Regions from separate parts of the Mus musculus genome. Here all the other regions are linked to region 1. Evidence: chromatin contacts called from public HiChIP or PLAC-seq data. All regions are on one chromosome and are shown on one strand. Each heading gives the region's core, a stretch centred on a gene start, on an enhancer-like site or on the middle of the called end of the contact. The rest is flanking DNA. Distances are from core to core; before and after follow the strand shown. Region 1 has its middle 51 kb from the start of 2610300M13Rik. Region 2 overlaps LOC108169147 (a long non-coding RNA gene). Region 3 overlaps Tnip3 (TNFAIP3 interacting protein 3).

Region 1 (3,166 bases), core at 191-2,690:
AAAACTAACAAGGACAAGGAACGTGTTAGCCTTTGGATGTTCAGTTTTTAAAAATTTCAGAATTAGCTTTCATCTATTTCTCAGTAATCGTTTTTTGTTTGCAACAAAGATTGCTCTTGGGAAAAAAAAGTCCATAAATCTTACACAGCAAAAGAAAAGCATACTGTATCTCTTGCCATCTCTGAAGAGAGCAAATGTATCTCTTACCATCTTTAAAAAATGGTGATCCTCTGTAGACCTTCCATCTCAGTTGCAACAGTATCAAAGAATACAAGTGGAGCCTATCCAAGAATACAAATGGAGCCCTGTTCATTATAAAATGTAAACTTTATTTTCCTTCTCTGGAGAGGAGTCAGTTCAAGAAGAAAACATGTTCCATACTATATAATTTAAAACAACTTTATGAACTACAAAAACCATAATTGTTTCCTTCAAGTTATTTTTCATGAAAAAATAGGGTGAAATTTTCCTAACTATGTATCTCTCCTTTGGGGATCAAAGACATTATTGCTCTCAACACATTGCTGACTAAATAAACTGACTCCACCATCACACACTTGAGCAATTATTTAGTCACATGGGATTTGACTACAGGAGAAAAACAGAATTGTCTCCTTGTCCTCCTTGAACAGTTACAGAAAAGGACTCAATTATCCAGCCCTCAGGTGCCCACCTTTTGCTGACTCTTTAGAGGGGGCAGTCTCTGATACAGCACTGGCAACTCAACCTGGAACTGATTTAGAATATCTCTTATATTCTTAGAACTTGAGGAAACAACAAAGGTCAGTTGCCAACTTAAAGAGGACAGAAGTCACGGCTTAGAAACAAACAAAGGAAGTTCCTTAGCAATAAGACCATTTAAAACATATGCCAATAAAATGTTCAAAGAACCACCACAGGCCTCCAAAGATAAACACATGGTTTCTTTTGTTTTGAAAAGCTTCTCATACCTGCACCTTTAAACTCAAATGAATAAACAAATAAAAAGGGTTAACAGTTCCTTTCCCCTAAGGAATTAGCATTGTAGCAAAGGGAGGCAAACAGCAAATTCTTAGGATAATAATTAAGATCTGTGGTATGCTAAAAGGTGACAGACTTTATAGGATAAATAGAAGAAGATACAGATCTCCATGCCAGAGAACTGGCCATATTACATTGGACGCTTATCAGATTGCCTTGATGGGTCAGGCTGTTTCCTTCTGAACCCTCAGGGTCAGAGTTCTCATCCTGACAGTGGGGAGCACTTCAGTTGGGAGAAGGCCTGGTATATTTCAGAAACCGAAGATTGCCCTGGTTTAAGCAAAATGGTGGGCATGGGACATCCAGGGGGACAAAGTTACAGGAAGGAAAACAGAAAGCACAACATCCAATGCTGGCAAGAAGAAGCCAGTGTGGCCAGGGAGGGCTACATGAGGTCTGAGAATTCAAAGAACAGATCAAAGAAGTCTTGCAGGCCACGGGGAAGCCAGCTCCACAGGAAGTGGTCTGGAGATCACTTGTAAAACAGTGAGCAGACTTGATGAATTAAATGCCAGCCTTGAAAAGGGCAGAAGTGTGTCTAGTTCCCAGGTTTCCCCTCGTCCGTGGACTACACTGGGATGATTTTAACAACCAGTTTTCCATTTGTGCGCAGTGACTTAGCACATCATTTTTTTCTGATACAAGCTTAATGGCTGGATTATGTGAGAAATAAAAATTCCAGCTTGCATCAAGATGCACATACTTGTGTTTCATATTTCTCTCTTCTTTCCCTACTTTATATGTATTAATTAAAAATGAGATGGATATTATCTATAAATCTACTGGTGAAGAAGGAAAAATCTGGAGACTTAATAATAGTGAAAATGAGGTAACCATGCCACACTTGTGCTAATAAACTTAAGAAACAGCCATTCTATACACATCAAACTCCTGTAGTCTGCCAAATATCCTATTGGGATGATAATTACCAGACCAAGATCCTTAAGTCAGTAAATTAACCCTTTATCTATTTTTCTTCAGCCTGAATTTTTTTTTCTTTCTGTTTTTAAGAGTTCAGTTTCTGGGTTTCACATTTGGTTTATGAGAATTAAACTATTATGAGGCATTTTAATTGCATAGGACACAACTATAATTGAAATTTATCCATTTTTTGTTTGACATTTTAATTGTCTCATTAGCCAGAAAACAGACTCTGGACAGCCAAGGTGAGCCTTCATTATAAATTTGAAAAATAGAGGGGCCCCCTACCTACTCTATCCCAAGGTTGCTTGTTTCCATTCTTTCTGCTGGCCCTCATGGCTTCAGTCCTGTTCCCCTCCAACCCCCAGTACCTGATCGTGTTCCCCTCTTCTCCCCCTTCCCTTTCCACCCAGGTCCCTCTTCCCTTTCCACCCAGGTCCCTCTCTCCCCGACTCCCCACTCCCCCCCTTAGATGAAATGCCCTACAGTGGAGAGAGGGAACTAGTAGAGTCCACCTTCAGTAGAAAAACAGGGAGGTCGTGAAGTGGAGGGATGGGGTTGCCATCCCACATTCAATTGTTCCTGTCTTGAATTCCTGAATTGTTTTGTCCCTTTTGCAGGGACAAAAATGGAGAAGAGCCTGAGGAAAAGGAGGTCCAATGTGACTGGCCCAAAGTTGAATCCAGGTCAGGGGGAGGTCCCAACATCTGTCACTAACACTTTTATACTTACAAACAGGGACCTATCATGACTGTCCTCAGAAAGGCCCAACAAGCAGCTGAAAGAGTAAGATGCAAATATTTATACCCAACCAGTGGACAGAAGATGGTGATCTCTGTGGTTGAATTAGGAAAAAGCTGGAAGAACCTGAGGAGAAGGGTGACCCTATAGGTAGAACAGCAGTCTCAACTAACCTGGACCCCTGGATCTCTCAGACACTAAGCTACCAACCAGGCAGCATACACCAGCTGATATGAGGCCCCAAACACATTTACAGCAGAGGACTGCCGGATCTGGACTCAGTCAGAGAAGATGCACCTAACCCTCAAGAGACGTTAGGGGGGACATCTTCTTGGAGACTTGGTGGAGGGGAGTGGGATGTGGAACAGTCAGAGGGTGGACAGGGAGGGGGATAAAGTTTGGACTGTAAAAAAATGATTAAAGGATAAAAAAAAAATGAAAAAACAATTTTTAGTGGTTTGAAGTCATGATTCCAGGTTTCCCC
Region 2 (3,166 bases), core at 449-2,948, 880 kb before region 1:
AAATTAATTTTTGATTAGAATATCTGTTGCTTATTTGAACACATGAAATAATATTTTAAAATAACAACAAATATTTAGATATAATTGTTCTGAGAGCATCCAACTTATAAAAGCCAAAGAACAGATTCAGATACAAATCTTGGCCCTCATCTCCAGGAGAAAGCCTCCATCAGTGTGGTCCGAGCTCAGCCATCATTTCTGATGGTCATAACTGACTGTCTTTCACTGATTTTCATTGGGAGCCGAGAGACACAGACTTCACTCTTCTGTTGCTCTGTGTAGAACCCAGACTTTGTGCTCCCAGCTTCAGTTCTTTGTGTTTACTTTTGTCAATCTGAGGATGATCACCTGAGTATTGAGCTGCAAGGTGCTTTCTGTGTGGCTCCGGGAATTACACTGTGTATGGTTGATTGACGTTTCCGTGATGACACTTAAAAACACACCATATTCTTCATCTTAAAAAATTTAGTGCAGATTAGAATATCTAGGAACATTACAAAGTCTTGTCTTAGAGAAGCGGAAGCCAAGCAAATAAGCTGGGGTGAGGTTGCAGCAGAGTGATGGATGGCTTACATAGTATAAAAGAATACCTAGATCAATCCCCAGGTTTGTAAACAAACATTGGCCCAGCCCGACCTTTACCAATTTCCCTTTCAAGTAAATGGGCATGTGTCTGGAGGAAGTGATACTGTTAGGAAGAGGCTAAGGACGGAGGTGGGGCTGGCTTACTTGTCGTGGATATGAAAACTACCTATGACAGGTTTTTCCTGAGCTGAACTTCAATAGAGAAGACCCATCTTTAGTCCAACATTTCTGTCCTTCCTCACAGTAGTCCACGTTCATCAATAATTACATTCATGATAACATTTGTAGCTCTTAAAACTCACTTTCTCTACAGGATTTTTAGTCAGTTTTGACGCATCAAATATAGCTTAAATCCTACCACATATAGAACTTTCAGTTCACCAGGAAACACCAGGAATCAAATCATCAGGTAGTCAGGGGAGCTGAAGGGTGTTCTAAAATGGACCATCCTGTTTCACTATTAGGCTCCTTCTTTTGAAAAAGGCAAGCATTCTATCTGCTTCATAGATGAAGCTTAGTGTAAAGGGCAGCTAGCTTGTTGGATGTAAGAGATAGGTGAGATCCATATCTTTTGATTTTAAATCTAATTAGCTTTCCATTAAAGTGCTTAAGAGGACAAATTTGTAATTTGAGGAACTTTAATTAAAACTGCTCAATAAAAAGCTTCAATAAAATAGTATTTCCTAGGAGAGAGCAGAATAAAGACCAAGAATAAGGAGACACTGATTTTTCTGCAGATGAGGGAATCTGCAGAAGGCCTACATCATTGGCTAGAAGTCGGTTGGTGATGAGTTTTCACTAAGCCCATGTGCACCTCAGCGGGATTGCAATAATCCTGGCTTCACTAATTTTCATGACTCACAGTATTGGAAAAAGTTTTCAATACTGTCTACAGATTGTAGTTTCTAGTAGCTAGGGTGAAAGACACTGAGTTTCCTGCTGCTGGTCCCTGATTTCTGGACTTGGAAATATTTGGAATTGAGGCCCCCCAAGTGACATTTTTCTCAGATGAAAGAAATGCAGGTACCCTGATGTGACTGAACTATGGAGAATCTGTGGTAGCAAAACTTGACTGATATACAGCAAAATGATTTCTTAGAAGGAAACAGGTGTTAAAAGTCCCCTGATTTAACACCTTTCTCAGAAACATGAAATGGAAAAAATACCTCAAACTCAAACTATAGCTCTTTGGTTATTTCTTTTGATTTATCCAAATGATGTGTAGCCAAAGATCTCTCATTCGTGATTTCCCTTGAGCCATTACTGTAAATGAGACAGGTGTATAAATTTCCTTCCCTCCAATTTCTTCCACAATATAAGCAACTTCACTACTAGCTAAGTGTGAGAATTCTGTCGACTAGAGGCAGTGGATAAATGGGAATGTAGAAGGCATACCTTTTATTGCTGTTGTTGACTTATGTTATCATATTTTAAAAACCCTAACAGGGTAGGATGGTGTCCACCTGCAATCCTAATACCTAGGGGACTAAGGCAGATCAGACAAAAGTTTTGGGGCAGCTGAGTTACATAGTGAGTTTGAGGCTACCCTAAGCTACACATGAAGACACTGTTTACAAACAAATAAAGCTGAGCATCTACTTTTGCTCATAGAAATATTCTGAAATATTGGAGTGGTGGCTTTTCTTTGTGCTTGTAAAGTTTGTTAAGTTTGATAGTTAATTGGTATGTTTTATTTTTCTGTGCACGTGTGTGTGTATGTGTGTGTGTGTATGTTTGCACACATGTATGCAAATACACACAGAGAACTATTGTGTGGGGCTTTAGGTATAAGGCTTCTTGAACATACAAACAGGTTATTTCGTGTATGAAGAATGATTTAGCCTAAACATGGTGTTTAAGGTGTTATTAGAGAAATGTTTTCTAAATTCTGTACCAGTTGTGGTACAGTTCTGTGTATACCTATCTGCTGATCTGCTGCCATACTCAGTGTTCAGTTCATTCATTCCTTGTTTGTAGGGTACTTATGTAACCAAACATTGAATACTGGGCATGTGCTTGTCACAGAACGACAAGCTCATAGAATTTGCAGTCTGATGCAGAAAAATGATCTAGGATAGACAATGATATGCTCTAAAATAGTAAAGTCAAAGTTCATGCTGCTAAGAGGGCTGAGCAAGTCATAAAAGTTCACATTAATGGATATACAGAGATTGCTTTTTGTGGGAAGAATGGGTCTAGAGGGAGCAGGGAGCAGAGTAGAAAGGAGCACTCACTGTGGAGGAACTTGTCACCATGGTGACTGGGGAGCATAAATGGCAAGGATCTGGGAATAGCAGAGAGTCTGGTGACCCATCTGAGGGATTCCAAGCTTTTCAGCTGTGTTAACAACTCTATCATTGTGACTGAAGACCACACAGTTTTTACTATGTGTGTGGGAAGAGGGGTGACGACAAGAGCAAATGTGTTTTAAGAACATGGCTGTAACATAAAAAACAGATAGGAAGTGGGCAGAGAAGTCAGGGTGTCCTCACGGTGCCAAGTGTGGATGGCATTGTCAGTGGTTTGACCACACTGGAGAGACATTGTTTATTATCAGCCAAGTTGACAAATCATTAAGTGC
Region 3 (3,166 bases), core at 177-2,676, 800 kb before region 1:
TATAATTATCCTTGGGACACTGAACCCATAGGACATACAGATATGAATTGATTAAGTAAAAGATACCAAATCGAGCTCTAATTTTTTGGACAAATATATTTTACATGGGCTATTCTCAATCACCACATGTGACACCACCCAAAGGCCATTTTTACGTATAAGGTGAACAAAGTATAGTCAAACCAAAAAACTACACTGTGTTCTTCAGTTATAAAGTGCTATTTATTGAATTACCATGAGTTTTACTAGGTAGATGCAAAAGAGTTTTGACATTTTCCAGTTAAAAAGGAATTGTCTTGGAAGATGCAAGAAAAAAGTAGCTCACTAAAATTCTTCTTTGTAGCTGTGTTTGCCAAGACCGTTGAATAGTTATTTGTAAGCAGAATTGACTTGGACCAGGAACCTGATTGAGTCAGAACCTGAGCACCTTTGCTGTCCTTCCGAGGAGCAATATTTCTTGCCTCTGTGATCCCCCTGTTTGATTCTACTCTGCTTTGCCAGTATGGGTGGAACTCTCATTCAGGTGGAACGGTCATACATTTTCTACATCTTGGAATGAACAACCAACTCTCTCTCTGCCTTTAGGTTTTATTAGCAATGTAATCATACTTCAGCTCTGAGACTTTGAAGTAGGATTTTCCTAGCAAAGCACTTAGAAAAATGCATTTCTCCAGGTTGTCTGGAACCCTAGTACTTTTGTGTGAGAGTATAACTTAAACCCTTCTCCTTTGGGAGCAGACGGTATCTGTTGGGGAGCAGGACACTGGAACTTAGTGAGGTCCCTTTGGACCTGCGCCTTTCCCAGATGTGGCTAGTTGCTGGTCACTTCTACTCTATCTTTTCTTACTGGCTGTCCTACTTTTTCAGTCTTCACCAGAGACACTTCTCGGGCTCTTTCACCATAGCCATCACTCCTTACAAATTTTCTCCCGAGGATATAGAAGTAAATTAAGTTTGTGGGAAGTATAAGGAAAAAGAGAAACTTGATAGTCTTGTGAAATACAAGGTACATGAATAACTCAACCTTATGTTGAAATAGATATGGTTAGCTGCTTCTGTCAACCTTCATTAACAGGAAGAAGGAAAAAATTCATGTCCTATGGCATAGTAAACTTCCCCGGAAAGAATTTTAGATTATAATGTTAATACCAGAAGAGCCAGTGTTTGATGAAGGAGAAGTAAAGGCTTGCATTTAAAACAGTATTTATTCTATTGAATGAAATCAGTGTAACTCAGCCTCAAGGAGAATTTTAAAGGAATAATTCATATTTCTTTACATCTGCCCCTGAATTAAATCATAGCTCATTAATGTTGGTAAGATTACACTTTCTTACCTCCTGTTGGCAGCTCTCCTAGAATAGAAAGGTGGGGCTCACATCACTTAGCTGCACCATGTGCTACTTGTGCCATCTAAAAATAAACAAGAAGATAAAGAAACAGCTGATCTCATTTCCTCTTGCAGTTCTTTCATGGGCCAAAGAGTCAAGAGCCTAGGTGTCTGAGGGGTGAGTTGGGTCAGACTGCTGTGATCTGAAAGAGCTGACTAACCTTCATTCCAAGAGGTTAAATACCAAGCCAGTGGCTTAAAATTTTCCTGGTAGTTTAGGATATGATAAGTGTTGGGGCTTAGTTAGGGCTACTACTGGTGTGATGACACAAAATGATAAAAAACAAATTGGGAAGGAAAGAGTTTATTTGCTTAAAAGTTGTGAATCATAGTTCATTGAGGGAAGCCAAGACAGGAACTCAAACTTGATAGGAACACAGAGGCAGGAGCTAATGCAGAGACCACAGGGGCAGCAGGCCACAAAGAAGGTTACTCATTTGCTTCCCATGCCTTATTCAGCTTGATTTCTTACAGAACCCAGGATCACCAGCCCAGGGGTGGCACCACCTATGACAAGCTAATTAGCCAGATCTTAAGCAAGTGTTTTCCAAATTGAGGCTTCCTCCTGTTAGATGACAATAGCTTGTGTAAAGTTGATATAAAACTAGCCAACACAATAAAGTATCATTTATTCAGCGCAGCTGTCTTGTTCCCTAAAAATCAACAGGTAGGTGGAAACTTAGGAGGAAGCTTCAAGAAAAAATACACACATACACAGCACACACACACACACACACACACACACACACACACACAGTGTGTGTGTGTGTATTCCATTTAGTGTACCTATTGTGCAATGTGGAGCCAATCTTCTCTGGAGCTGCAGCAGGAAAGAAGCTTTGTCCAGCTTTTCCTCCTGAACTTCACTGTATTCCCAAGATGCCCGTGGTTTCCTCCTCAGTTCACTAGAAATTGTTAAATTGGATAGGTAATGATCCTTTCCCAATCTGTTGGTGGTCTTTTTGTCTTACTGACGGTGTCTTTTGCCTTGCAGAAACTTTGGAGTTTCATTAGGTCCCATTTGTCAATTCTTGATCTTACAGTACAAGCCGTTGCTGTTCTGTTCAGGAATTTTTCCCCTGTGCCCATATCTTCAAGGCTTTTCCCCACTTTCTCCTCTATAAGTTTCAGTGTCTCTGGTTTTATGTGAAGTTCCTTGATCCACTTAGATTTGACCTTAGTACAAGGAGATAAGTATGGATCGATTCGCATTCTTCTACACGATAACAACCAGTTGTGCCAGCACCAATTGTTGAAAATGCTGTCTTTCTTCCACTGGATGGTTTTAGCTCCCTTGTCGAAGATCAAGTGACCATAGGTGTGTGGGTTCATTTCTGGGTCTTCAATTCTATTCCATTGGTCTACTTGTCTGTCTCTATACCAGTACCATGCAGTTTTTATCACAATTGCTCTGTAGTAAAGCTTTAGGTCAGGCATGGTGATTCCACCAGTGGTTCTTTTATCCTTGAGAAGACTTTTTGCTATCCTAGGTTTTTTGTTATTCCAGATGAATTTGCAAATTGCTCCTTCTAATTCGTTGAAGAATTGAGTTGGAATTTTGATGGGGATTGCATTGAATCTGTAGATTGCTTTTGTCAAGATAGCCATTTTTACAATGTTGATCCTGCCAATCCATGAGCATGGGAGATCTTTCCATCTTCTGAGATCTTCTTTAATTTCTTTCTTCAGAGATTTGAAGTTTTTATCACAGATCTTTCACTTCCTTAGTTAGAGTCACGCCAAGATAGAGGCCCATTGGACTTGCAAACTTTATATGCC

What was found. HiChIP or PLAC-seq counts read pairs in DNA pulled down with a chosen protein or histone mark.
Region 2: a contact with region 1 is called in a BATF HiChIP or PLAC-seq map of CD8 T cells, with 6 read pairs. The contact joins two enhancer-like sites. A contact is called at or near these places in 3 of 115 datasets of contacts at active chromatin or transcription factors (CD8 T cells, astrocytes and cardiomyocytes).
Region 3: a contact with region 1 is called in an H3K27ac HiChIP or PLAC-seq map of CD8 T cells, with 7 times the contacts expected there. The contact joins two enhancer-like sites. A contact is called at or near these places in 6 of 115 datasets of contacts at active chromatin or transcription factors (the 230-238 cell line, CD8 T cells, a colorectal cancer cell line and 3 more).

Annotation. Positions count from the first base shown.
Region 1 is chr6:66,413,596-66,416,761 of GRCm38.p6, forward strand. No RefSeq gene overlaps it. Among named protein-coding and RNA genes, the nearest start is that of 2610300M13Rik, 51 kb to the right of the region's middle. Within about 2 kb of position 1,441, at least 27 of the 459 cell types and tissues checked have an H3K27ac peak or open chromatin away from gene starts, as enhancers often do. A contact at or near this core is called in CD8 T cells, where this site is marked.
Region 2 is chr6:65,528,578-65,531,743 of GRCm38.p6, forward strand. All of the region lies in intron 1 of LOC108169147 (a long non-coding RNA gene), which reads left to right. Among named protein-coding and RNA genes, the nearest start is that of Tnip3, 60 kb to the right of the region's middle. Within about 2 kb of position 1,699, at least 7 of the 459 cell types and tissues checked have an H3K27ac peak or open chromatin away from gene starts, as enhancers often do. A contact at or near this core is called in CD8 T cells, where this site is marked.
Region 3 is chr6:65,610,600-65,613,765 of GRCm38.p6, forward strand. All of the region lies in intron 6 of Tnip3 (TNFAIP3 interacting protein 3), which reads left to right. Among named protein-coding and RNA genes, the nearest start is that of Tnip3, 22 kb to the left of the region's middle. Within about 2 kb of position 1,427, at least 46 of the 459 cell types and tissues checked have an H3K27ac peak or open chromatin away from gene starts, as enhancers often do. A contact at or near this core is called in CD8 T cells, where this site is marked.